Linked DNA regions of Mus musculus: regions 1 and 3 are each linked to region 2. A link is a contact called in public HiCAR-type and promoter capture Hi-C data. All regions are on one chromosome and are shown on one strand. Each heading gives the region's core, a stretch centred on a gene start, on an enhancer-like site or on the middle of the called end of the contact. The rest is flanking DNA. Distances are from core to core; before and after follow the strand shown. Region 1 holds the start of 1600002D24Rik (RIKEN cDNA 1600002D24 gene). Region 2 holds the start of Ttc3 (tetratricopeptide repeat domain 3). Region 3 holds the start of Get1 (guided entry of tail-anchored proteins factor 1).

Region 1 (3,786 bases), core at 1,152-3,651, 1.6 Mb after region 2:
TGAGACAGAAAGTATGCTTAAGCCCCAGACCGAAGGCTCATTGAGACTGGAGCACTGGGTTCCTTCACATGGTACAGTTCCTGGTCCGTGTGCCAATTTTGTGCATGTCGTTGTTATGACCTTTTGTAATGAAAACAATAAAGCCTTTTAAAAAGGAGTTCATCGGCCTGCCCAGTGCACACATTCAGCTAATATTCAAGCCAGGGTGAAGCTGGAGACTGCTCTGCAGCAAAGGCTGCCTGCTAGGTCAGAGGCCAGGGATAAGGGGAACTCCCCTCCCACAGGGGATCCAAAGCCTTCAACACGTCCTTTTTTTCTACCCTGAGCCCAGAAGAGAGATCAGAACCCCCTAACCTTGCCCAAGAGGTTTTTCTTTGAAGGTTGAGGGCCAGAAAGAAGGTTGCAGTGGTGACATCACTGAGACGGTCTCAGTGGGCAAAGTGCTTGCTGCCCAAGCATGAGGACCCGAGTTCACATCCCCAACACCTATATAAAAGTGCTAGCTGCAGCACGCAGCATGTATCTGCAATCCCAGAATCCCTAGAGCCTGCTGGCCAGCCAGTCTAATCAATAAGCTCAGGATCAGTGAGGGACTGAGTCTCAAGAAATAAGGTGACGTGTGACTGAGGGAAAACACAAAAGGCACACATGTGCCCATGTGCACACACACAAACATGGGGACACATGTACAGCACATACATGTGCTCACACACATGTAGATAGAATAAGGGATTGTAGGCTGGAGAACGAACTCAGCAGTTAAGAGTGCTTGTTCAATTCCCAGCACCCATCTGGGAGCTCACAACTCTCTGCAACTCCAGTAAAATGAGCGTGTGTGTGTGTGTGTGTGTGTGTGTGTGTATGTGTGTGTGTATGTGTATGTATATGTGTGTGTATGTGGGGGGTGAGTATGTCTGTTTGTGTCTGTGTGTGTATGTGTGTGTCTATGTGTCTGTCTGTCTGTGTGTGTGTATGTGGGAGTGGGTATGTCTCTGTGTGTCTATGTGTGTGTGTCTATGTGTGTGTGTGTCTATGTGTGTGTGTGTCTATGTGTGTGTGTCTATGTGTGTGTGTCTATGTGTGTGTGTGTCTATATGTGTGTGTTTCTTGTGTGTGTGTGTGTGTGTGTGTGTGTGTGTGTGAAAGAGGCTCAGTGGGACATGTGTAGTCACTGGATCTGCATACTCTACATTTTTTGTTAGAAATTAGCAGGTTTTAGCTTTTTTTTTTTTTTAAAGGTAGCTAATTTAATTTTCTGAGCAGAATACACACAGAAGTAAAAAGCATCAAGCGTACATTTCGCAGACAGAAACCCAGGCTCAGAAAGTCTGCTCCACTGTGCTTCAGATCTGTAAACCAGGGCTGACAGCTCTGGCCCAGGTGTCACGTCCATGGGAGGTCAACATTAACTCCACTACAATTTTAATATAATGAAAAGGCAGGTTGTATTGAAATAATGATAGGATAAAAAACCAAACATGACAAGGTGCCCTAATAAATAATAAGACCATCTACGCAGGTTGGTTCCCTACCCAAGCCATCAGCAGTGCATTTGAGTGGCTAGGAGTCTTGAGTATATTTTTCCTTTAATTAATCCATATTTTCTAAGGTGAGCTGACATGAATCATTTTACAACAGTTACTTTCTTAAAGTAAAACTAGAAGTATCCCATCACTGAAGGGAGAAGTTTCCTTCAGTTGCATGGCCCATGCCTGATGAATGAGCTCTCGTCTAGGCTCCTGTAGGCAAGCAACCCTAACAAAACTCACTGGGCCACCAAAACAAACAAGGAAGAGTCAGAAACGTAGTGGGTGGGGAAGAGGAGAGGGTCAGGAGGAGGAGGGAGTGGTAATGGAGGTCAAGATAAGCAGAATATGTTATATACATGCATCAGTGTGGCACCATGGAGCCCGTAATTATACATAACTAATAGATTCTAGTGAAACAGTTTAATCCCCTCATTGCACATAACCCCATGGACTCCCTAGAAAGTGCAAATTAGAAACCCAACACAGGTCGACAGTTCAGCCCCAGTGAAGGATCTGGTATTTGAAGTGTGGCCTTTGACCAAATACAGCAAACAAGATCTACAACTTTGCTTCTCTCCAACCGCAGGCCGGGGGCTGGCTGAGCGAGTCCCTGACCCTGCCACAGTTGCACAATGTAAACATTCAGACTGGGAAGCATGGGGGGCGGGGGTGAAGTGGGACAGGTGAAACAGGAGCCAGCTCTCTCAGTCCCTCTGTCCCTCATCCTCTCTCTCTCTCTCTCTCCGGAGTTCCTATGAGAAGACAGACATGTGTAGTGGTGAAACCAAAGGAAAGTGAAGCAGCCGTCTACCTGCCTGGTCTTCTGTGTAGCAACACGAGGTTTCTTCCCAGAATGGCCTGAATGTGTAGAGCAAACGGGAGGAGTTACGGAAGCCTGTGAGACTTTCTGAGAAAGCAAAACCTGCTCGTGCAGGCACAGACGTTGACGTTTGTGTTCCTTGAGGCTTTAAGTCCAGCACAGGTGCTGGGACCTCAGGGAGGCCTTCTCATAGCGTGCCAAGGAGAGAGACTGCGTGTAATGGTGTCTAACTCACAGCCCTTCCCCAAGGCTTGTCCATTAAGCCTTGGTCCCTACCACATGATGCTACTGGGAAGCTCCTGGTGCATAAGAAGTTAAGGCTCTGGGTGTGTCTTAAAGGAGAACGGGGACCCTGGCTCATTTTACCTCTCTCTCTTCCCAGCTGCCCTGAGGGATGCAATCCCTCCCATGTACACCTACCATGATACTTCCTGCAAACCACAGGACTCAAGCAACATGAACTACAAGCCTTTTATAGTTGATTGCTTGAGAAACTTTGTTATCCTGCCGAAAGCTGACCAACAGCAGGCACACTTAATATTCTTCTGTTGCTGTATTTGGCTGTGGCCAAAAACTCTTCAGGAAGGCAGGCCTTGTTTTAGCTCATGGCTCCAGAAGGACAGAATCCTCATGGCAGGGAAGGGCAGTCAGCAAGCGGGAAGATAGCTGGTTGCATTTTTCATCCATACAAAGGAAACAGAGAAAGGGGAACAGGAAGTGGGGTGAGAGACTATAAACCATCGAAGCCTGGCCCCAGTAACACACTTCCTCCAGAAGGCTCCCTCTCCTCCAGGTTCCATCATCTCCACAGGCAGCGGCTCCTGCAGGGGACTGAGTGTTCAGGCAATGAGCCTGTGGGAGACATGTCTTGTTCAGATCACCACAGTGTACAGGAGGGTGAAGTGGTGTGAGCCAAGGAGCTCTGTTCTGACAGCCCACTGTTGAAATAACCCACAGACTTCCTGGGGAGCATTAATCCATCACCGAGGGTGGAGCCCTCCCAGCAGAACCACCTCCTAAAGGTCACACGCTGTTGCCATGGCACCTAAATCCCTTTCTGAACATTGGGGCACTGGAGACCAGTGAGTACGACAGTGGCCTGACGGCGTCTTTGGCAAAGATGCTCTGTTTCTGTGTCCCGACATGAGCCACGGAAGCCACAAAACAGATCTGACAGATCTGCAGGAGGTGGGACCCACCTGACAGGTGCAGCAGGCTGCCTGCTTCTCCTCGCCACACCTGGCTCCTTCCCACTAACCATGAGGGAACTCTGGTGTCGTAGTTAGGGTTTACCGCTGTGAACAGACCCCACGACCAAGGCAACTCTTACAAGAACAACATTTAATTGGGGCTGGCTTACGGGTTCAGAGGTTCAGTCCAGTATCATCAAGGTGGGAGAAGAGCAGCATCCAGGCAGGCATAGGGCTCGAGGAGCTG
Region 2 (3,537 bases), core at 187-2,686:
TCACTTAAGAATTGGGAAGGATACCTCCACATAGACATTCTGATTTCTATCAAGGACCAGGTTGGATTGTGGGCATTCAATTTTCTACCACTTGATTGCCTCATATCTTCCAAACTATTTGAAGAGGGACTTTGGTTCTGTTTGTTGAGTTGGTCATATTAAGTTTGTTTTTGTTCTTTGTTTTTGTTTTGTTTTGTTTTGTAAGCCTCAGTGGCCTCATCTACAAAATGGAACATTGTGGGCATTAATGCAGATCCCAGACGTTAAGGGTACATTCTTACACCTGACTTCTCTGGCCCATTATCTTCACTCTTCAGCTACAGCATGCTATCCTGGAGCTATAAGCATCTCACTTCCAAACCTTCACAGGCCTTCACTCAGAGACTCTATCCATGGTCCTTCCTGACTTATTCTGATAGAACTGCCAGGGAGTGGCCTGGAGGTAGCTAACCCCAATTTCTAAACCTTCCAAGGCTCTTCCAGGGCACTCATCATGCTCTCTGAACTGTGGGTTTACTATGCTTCTCCACATGACTATGACCTCAAGGATTGGGGCCAGGTTTTATTCACATTAGCATCAAGCCTAGTGCTAAATAAATATTGGAGAGTTCATCTAGAACTGCATACATAAACTGAGCAAACAAACGGTACCCCTTTTAGGACTCGTGAAGAGACACAGGTAGAAAGAATCAACAGTTCATGTGTGTACGTTCTAAGGACAAACACATTATTTCCTGGTTCTCAATACCATTAAGGGCCTTGGCCATCCATCATTCCAGTACTTACTGAAGCCAAATTGTGAGCTTAGGAAAAGAACAAAGCCATAAATCGCTCTTTCTGGCAATGGCGACGGTGAATTTTCCACCATCTTCCCTGTGGCTTTAGACAATCTGTGGAAAAGGAACACAATCGTCGTCAGACATCTCCCCCCGCCCCCCTTCACCAATGGTCTGTTACATAATCTCATCGCTTGCTGCGGACACAGCCACTGCGGATGTTCGCGCGCGCGCGCCACTGCAGCTGAGGGGGCGGCGGGAGCGCGCGCTGCGGGGAAAATGCGCACCTCGGACCCTCTGAGGCGAGGAAGGGGCCCGGGCTGGACAGAGGCCCCGAGTCCTGCCCTCTCATGATGGGCCCTGTCCCAGCCTTCGTGAGGCTCAGAGGAAACAGGAGGCCCGGGACCTTGAGTCCTGCGAGCACCGACGCCCACCCGTCCCCACCCTTCAGCCCCACTCAGTCCAATGCGCAGGCGCGGCTCAGCTACCCCCGCAGCGTGGGCGGAAATTAAAAAAAAAAAAAAACCTGAGGAAAAGCAGAGGCTGGCAGGCGCCCCCGCCGCTTGGCGCAGGCGCACCGCGACCGCAGCGAGGGGGCTAGCACGGTCTCACCACCCACCCCACCGAGCTGAGGGGGCGACGCGGCGACTGCGCATGCGCACCCTAAGCCACGTGACCCGCCCGCCTCAGGAGCCGCGGAGCGTTCGCTCTGCGGGTCTGGTTGACGTGGAGGGCCGGAGGCGTCGGCAGCCCGCGTCTGAGGCTCGCGGGCTGCGGGCCCGGGTGAGTGCAGACCCTGCGCGCGGCGGGGCTCACGGAAGCGTCTGCGCGTCCCGCCGCAGCCGAGATGCCCGGGCATCGGGGCGCTCCACACCTCCCTCCGTGGGTGTGTGGTGAGTGTGGGTGTGCGCGTCGCCGCGCGTCTCGCCGAGCGCCCGCGCGCTGAGGGGGTGTGGCCGCCCTTGCCCTTGTGGGTGTGTTCCCTTTGTCCAGTGACCCTCGGGCGTCCTTAACGGTAGAAGGGGGGTCTTTTGTGTGCGCGTCGCCTGGCGTGCGGGTGACATCCCGGGTCAGGTACCCGTTCCCGCGTTCCGAGCGCTCGGGGACGCGCCTCTGGGTCTGCGGCTGGCCCGCTTTGTTCCTACGCTCTCCCTTCCCTACGACGGCGTGGGCGTCCTTCTCATCCTCTGAGGATGGTGGTTCCCCTCCCACCTTTGTCACTGCCTTCCCTGTGGTGTGCGCGCCCCCTCCTCAGCACCCGCGCGCGCCCGCCCACCCGCCGCTGCGGCAGGCTGCAGTGGCAGGCGCGCGCGTGCGTCCTCGAGGGTCCCCAAAGGTGCGCTGTGTAGGGGCCCTGTGGCGTGCGCGGGGTTGGAATTGCGGTGACGCGCGTGCGCGCTGCCCCTGGTCTGTGTGTGCGCGCCTCTCCCCCCCACCCCCACCCCCGTTTCTGGGAGGACCCGGGAGGGACGCAGAGCTGCCCCCCACCCCACCTCCCCACCTGCAGCCTTTTCCTACGCCTGCGCAGGGCTGCTGCTCCGCAGTGCTGGCGACGTCACTGAGGCCTGGGCTGCCATCTCCTATTGGGGAGGGGACAGACTAGGGGGGTGGGGGGACAAAGGACCAAAATGAAGCCGAGGGTGTGTCGGTACCACTGCACGGTACCTTTCTCAGAAGCTTGTAGTTTCCAGACGTCCTTCAGTTTGCAAATTCTTTCCACCGTTTGTGCTTGTGCCTCTCACCAGGCGATGGCTAACACTGGGTATTGCAGGGTGTTTATAGCAGCCTTTTAAAGCTCTGGACTCTGGCGAGGGATCAAGGGAACAGGGTTGAAATCATACAGGTTTTACTGCTCTCTCCGGGGCAGTTTTCTCACAACCACAGCTCTAGTTAGAACACGTTCTTTCAAGAAATGTGTATTTTATTTTAAGAAAAATGGGTTTGTTATACGGTAAAACTCTCCTAGGGATTCAATTGCCACTACTGTGCTTGTCAGGGGTTTGTGCTTTGCGCTCAAGGGCTGCGGATTGTCTTTCTCTCCTGCTCGGTTTTCTTATTGTTGCTTAATTTTCCTTTTTTCTCTTTTAATTTCTGGAATACTTAGAGATTAAACACAGGTAGATCTAACCAAATCAGGCCATTTTGTTTGTTATATATTTATTTTTTTGCCAAATTTACTTCAGATTCTCCAAAACAAACAAAAACAAAAACAAACAAAAAAAAGCTTAAACATTTTTGGAGATGCTGAGAGTTTGAGCCCCTCCTTACCTAGAGATAGCCACTGTGTTCAGGTTTGTGTGTATCATTTCCATGCATAACTTATAATTTGGTAATGGTGAATATATAAACAATACATAGTATTTGTTTTTAACCAAAGTGATATAAAATTGTGACTTTTTGCAACTTGCTTTTTCACTCAGCATCACGTTTTGAGATTTATATATGAATAAATCGAATAATTGTACTTTCTTTGAATTATTATAAATGTTGGTATAGCACTGCATTGTACTCATTTTGATGGACTTTGGAATTGTTTATAGTCTTTACTCTTTAAAACGGTCCTGCAATAAATATCTCTGTACCTGTTTGCTGTGCACACTTTTGGAGTTTCTCTAGGACATACCCTTAAGCATAATTTTGCTGGGTAGTAGAATATATACATCTTCCACTTAACCAGATATGATAGAAACGTTCAAAGTGGTTGTACCAGTTTTAATGGTCACTGATATGGAGAACACCCATTTCCTCACATGCTTGCTAA
Region 3 (3,856 bases), core at 636-3,135, 1.8 Mb after region 2:
CCAGCCCTTCACACTTTCTTTATACATGTTAGAACTCAGTCTTCAGCTGAGAACTGTTTTTGAGAGTGCTCAACAGGAATTAGGAGCTGTCAAACTGAGATGCCCCTGAGAGCCAGGAAGAGCTTCTCCTAGACACCTGTCTTGTTAGGTTTTACTGCTGTGAACAAACACGATGACCAAGGCAACTCTTATAAGGACAACATTTAACTGGGGCTGGTTTACAGGTCCAGAGTTTCAGGACACTATCATCAAGGAGGGAGTATGGAAGCCTCCAGGCAGGCATAATGCAGATGGAGCTGAGAGTTCTACATCTTCATCTGAAGACTGCTAGCAGAATACTGGCTTCCAGGCAGCTAGGATGAGGGTCTTAAAGCCCACACCCACAGTGACACACTTACTCCAACAGGGGCCCATCTTCTAATAGTGGCACTCTCTGGGCTGAGCACATACAAACCATCACACCACCCCAGCTGCATGTATGTTATAGGCTATTCACCAGAAATTTTTTTAGTATCTCGCCTCACCAAGAACAGAGTGGTCCTCCTGTACAGTGGGGACCTTGGTTGATAATTTCCTTTTCATTCTAAAAAGCAGAGATTTGGGATTGAAGAGCAAGCAGGTGTGTGTGTGTGTGTGTGTGTGTGTGTGTGTGTGTGTGTGTGTATGTGTCAAGGTGGGTTTGTGGGGAGGGAGACTTAGACACACTGCCATAATTTCTCACGAGGCTGCTCTTCCTTAATCTATCTAAAACCTCAGCGTGGAGAGAGAGCACCTGGCAGTCTGTCTACAGTCCAGTTGGAAGGGAAGGTTATGGAGTGGCAGTCTCCTAGTCAGCGTGCCCTTTCGTTGAGATAATTCATCCCACCGCTGCTGGTAGAAACACAGGCAGTGTTTCTAGAAGTAACCCGTTCTCTGACTAACGTGGCAGAAAAGACAGCCAACTATCTTCCACTTTATTCCCCATATACAAGTGAGCCGCGGTTCTTTTGTTATGAATACTCATCATTGCCTAAATTTAGATAATTTTATTAAAAGCTCACTGTAAACTTTTTCTTTGTGCGTGCTGAGCATGGCTGGTACCTAAGACTTCCCACATGCTTGGCAAGTCTCTACCAGTCACTATGTGATGTCTTTTGATGAATAAACTTATCTTTTAGGGTGACGATTTTCTACATTGTTCGTGTTTATTAGTGCTTAGTTTTAAAATGTAGTCGAACCATTTTACATGCGACAACGGTTTAGGAAACAGTTTCAGTTACCATCTATGATAAAGTAACTTTCTATTCATGCAGAGGCTTATCCTAAAATAAATTTATTTAAGAATAAAAGTGAGAGGGCTGGTGAGATGGCTCAGTGGGTAAGAGCACCCGACTGCTCTTCCGAAGGTCAGGAGTTCAAATCCCAGCAACCACATGGTGGCTCACAACCATCAGTAATGAGATCTGACTCCCTCTTCTGGAGTGTCTGAGGACAGCTACAGTGTACTTACAATAAATAAATAAATCTTTAAAAAAAATTCATATACATAAAAAAGAATAAAAGTGCGTTAGTTAACTCAGTAAGAACGTAAATAGTTTTCGGTTACTACAAGCAATCACAGTTTGCCAAAACCTGTTTAGCCTCCCGAAGTGGGCTATCACCCGGCTACGGAAGCCGGGAAGGCGAAAGGCGAAAATGGCTGCTAAGTAACATCCCATGCTGCCCCCTAGAGGAGGTGTAGCGTGCGTGCACCGCGGCCCGACGTGTAGCCCTAGCCGTGGCGCGCCGGCGCAGGCGCAGTTGACGACGCCGTCTCCCTGGTGCTGCCATAGCGGAACAGGACTGCAGTGCGCAGGCGCAGTTGACGACGCTGCTCCCAGGCGCTGCCGTAGCGGAGCAGGGCTGCAGTGCGCAGGCGTAGGCGAGCGCGGAGGCGCGGTCACCATGGCGCTGTCGTAGCGGTGCAGGTGCCTGGGATCCAGCATGAGCGCGTCCGAGACGGACCGCTGGGCGTGGCTGCTGGTGTTGAGCTTCGTGTTCGGGTGTAACTTGCTGCGCATCCTCCTGCCGTCCCTGTCCTCGTTTGTAAGTAGCTGCCGGGGGCGGGGAGCGGCCGAGCGCGGGGCCTTGCGCGGTCCATGCTGCAAGCTCTCTTCCTCCAGGTGCCTCCGAGCTTCTCACAGATCGCGAGGTTGCAACCAGCTCTGGAGGGTGGGAGGTCCCAAGCCACGCTTCGCGACAGAGGAGCAGCCCCGGCCCAGCATCCTCACAGGTGCCTGGCTCCGGAGCGGCTGATCCCCGGCTACAGGGAGCCCCCTTCTGTTCTGTCCGTGGGAACAAGGAACACTACAGAGCAATCTAAACAGGCCATACCGTTCTTGCACATTCAGGTTTCTGTTTATGTATGGGGGGTGTTTTTCCTGCGTGTGTATCTGTGCACTGTGTGCTTTCATTGCCAGCAGAGTCCAGAAGAGAGCGCTGGATGCTCTGGAATTGGAGTTACAGACATTAGTTATCTGCCACGTGGGTCCTGGGAACAGAACCCAGGCCCTCTATAGTAGTATCCAGTGCTCTTATCCACTGAGCCATCTCCAGCCCCAACATACTTTCCATATTTTACTCATGCCTGTATAATGAAGTCTGCACACAGTTCTCCAAAGGACTGGATGCAGAAAGGTTTAGAAGGACTTTTCTGTGTACTGGAAGAGGGATTGGGGACTACTAACTGGGGATGGATGTCCCCACACTCAATGACCTGTCTGCAAAGTTCTCTTCATCTGTCCTGCTATCTGTAGCCTTTAAACCATTTAAAAAAAACTATTTGTTATGTGAGAGTTTCGCTTGCATGTATGTAAGTGCATCACACGTATGCAGTGCTTTTGAGTCCAGAAGGGGCATTGATTCCCTGACACTGGAGTCAAGGACTCCATGTGAGCCACTATGTGAGTGTGCTCTTGACCACTGAGCTATCTCTCCACCCTCTTAATCTGTAGCCATTAAAGATTTTATGTGTGTGTGTGTGTGTGTGTGTTCTGAGTGTATGTATATGCACCATGTGAACGAGGTTGCCTGAGGAGGCCAGAAGAGGCAGTCACATTCTCTGGAACTGACTTATAGATGGTGTGAGCAGCCACATGCATGCTGGGAACTGAACCTGGATCCTCTGAAAGAGCCACAAGTGTGCTTAACCCCCAACACATCTCTCTAACCTGTATCTATAGCCTTGGAAAACATGTTCTGTAATAAACCAGTGGGCAAGATTTTTGCTCTGAGTTTCGTGAGCTGGTCTAGCAAATTGGTGAAGCCTGAAGAGGGGTCAAGGGAACTCTGACTTGTAGCTGGGCTGTGTGATTTGTGAGTGAGACCCCCCCTCCCCATCTGTGGGATTTGACACTCTCTGCAGAATGGGGAATACCTAGCATGTGAACCCACACATTTGGGATCACTGCAGTCATCTGTGTTGTGGACGGTTGGTAGGAGAGACTGAACATGATACCTTCATCATCTGTCTTTCTGGAGAGGCATCTAGTCCTTCACCCCTGTAATCTTTTTGTTAGTTTCAGTGGTTAAAGTTGCTTGTGTGTTTGGCTAGCAATCCCTTGTGGTTATGTGTGTTCTCATTCTGCTTTCTTGTGTGTTTTATTTTTCCACCGTGTGTGTGTGTGTGTGTGTGTGTGTGTGTATGTGTGTAAGGCTGAGGTCAGTTGGTGTCAAGGATAGCCCTTGGCCACTCTTCTGCCTTATTCATTGAGGCAGGGTCTCTCAGTAAAACCCAGAGTACACTGACTGGGCTAGCTTGCTGTGGGGACCCTGGCTCCCTCCCTATCTACACTCACCTTTCAGGTGGTTCCTTGTGCTTGTATAGCAGGAGTTTTAG

The links. Promoter capture Hi-C pulls out the DNA fragments that hold promoters and counts their contacts. HiCAR-type assays count read pairs that join an accessible place to other places.
Region 1: a promoter capture Hi-C map of embryonic stem cells shows a contact between it and region 2, with 2.5 times the contacts expected there. The contact joins the promoter of 1600002D24Rik here to the promoter of Ttc3 in region 2. A contact is called at or near these places in 2 of 39 promoter capture datasets (embryonic stem cells and liver).
Region 3: a contact with region 2 is called in a HiCAR-type map of astrocytes, with 5 times the contacts expected there. The contact joins the promoter of Get1 here to the promoter of Ttc3 in region 2. A contact is called at or near these places in 2 of 39 promoter capture datasets (the 3T3-L1 cell line and pre-B cells) and 1 of 115 datasets of contacts at active chromatin or transcription factors (astrocytes).

The regions. Positions count from the first base shown.
Region 1 is chr16:95,926,676-95,930,461 of GRCm38.p6, forward strand. 1600002D24Rik (RIKEN cDNA 1600002D24 gene) reads right to left here and starts at 2,402. Exons shown (of 4, transcript NR_040484.1): 1 at 2,341-2,402. The region is part of intron 1 of Gm41508 (a long non-coding RNA gene); the gene reads left to right.
Region 2 is chr16:94,369,303-94,372,839 of GRCm38.p6, forward strand. Ttc3 (tetratricopeptide repeat domain 3) reads left to right here and starts at 1,437. Exons shown (of 46, transcript NM_009441.2): 1 at 1,437-1,559. Pigp (phosphatidylinositol glycan anchor biosynthesis, class P) reads right to left here and starts at 1,248. Exons shown (of 5, transcript NM_001159618.1): 1 at 1,064-1,248; 2 at 787-890. The coding sequence starts at 1,128.
Region 3 is chr16:96,143,515-96,147,370 of GRCm38.p6, forward strand. It overlaps Get1 (guided entry of tail-anchored proteins factor 1), which reads left to right and starts at 1,886. Exons shown (of 5, transcript NM_207301.3): 1 at 1,886-2,064. The coding sequence starts at 1,963.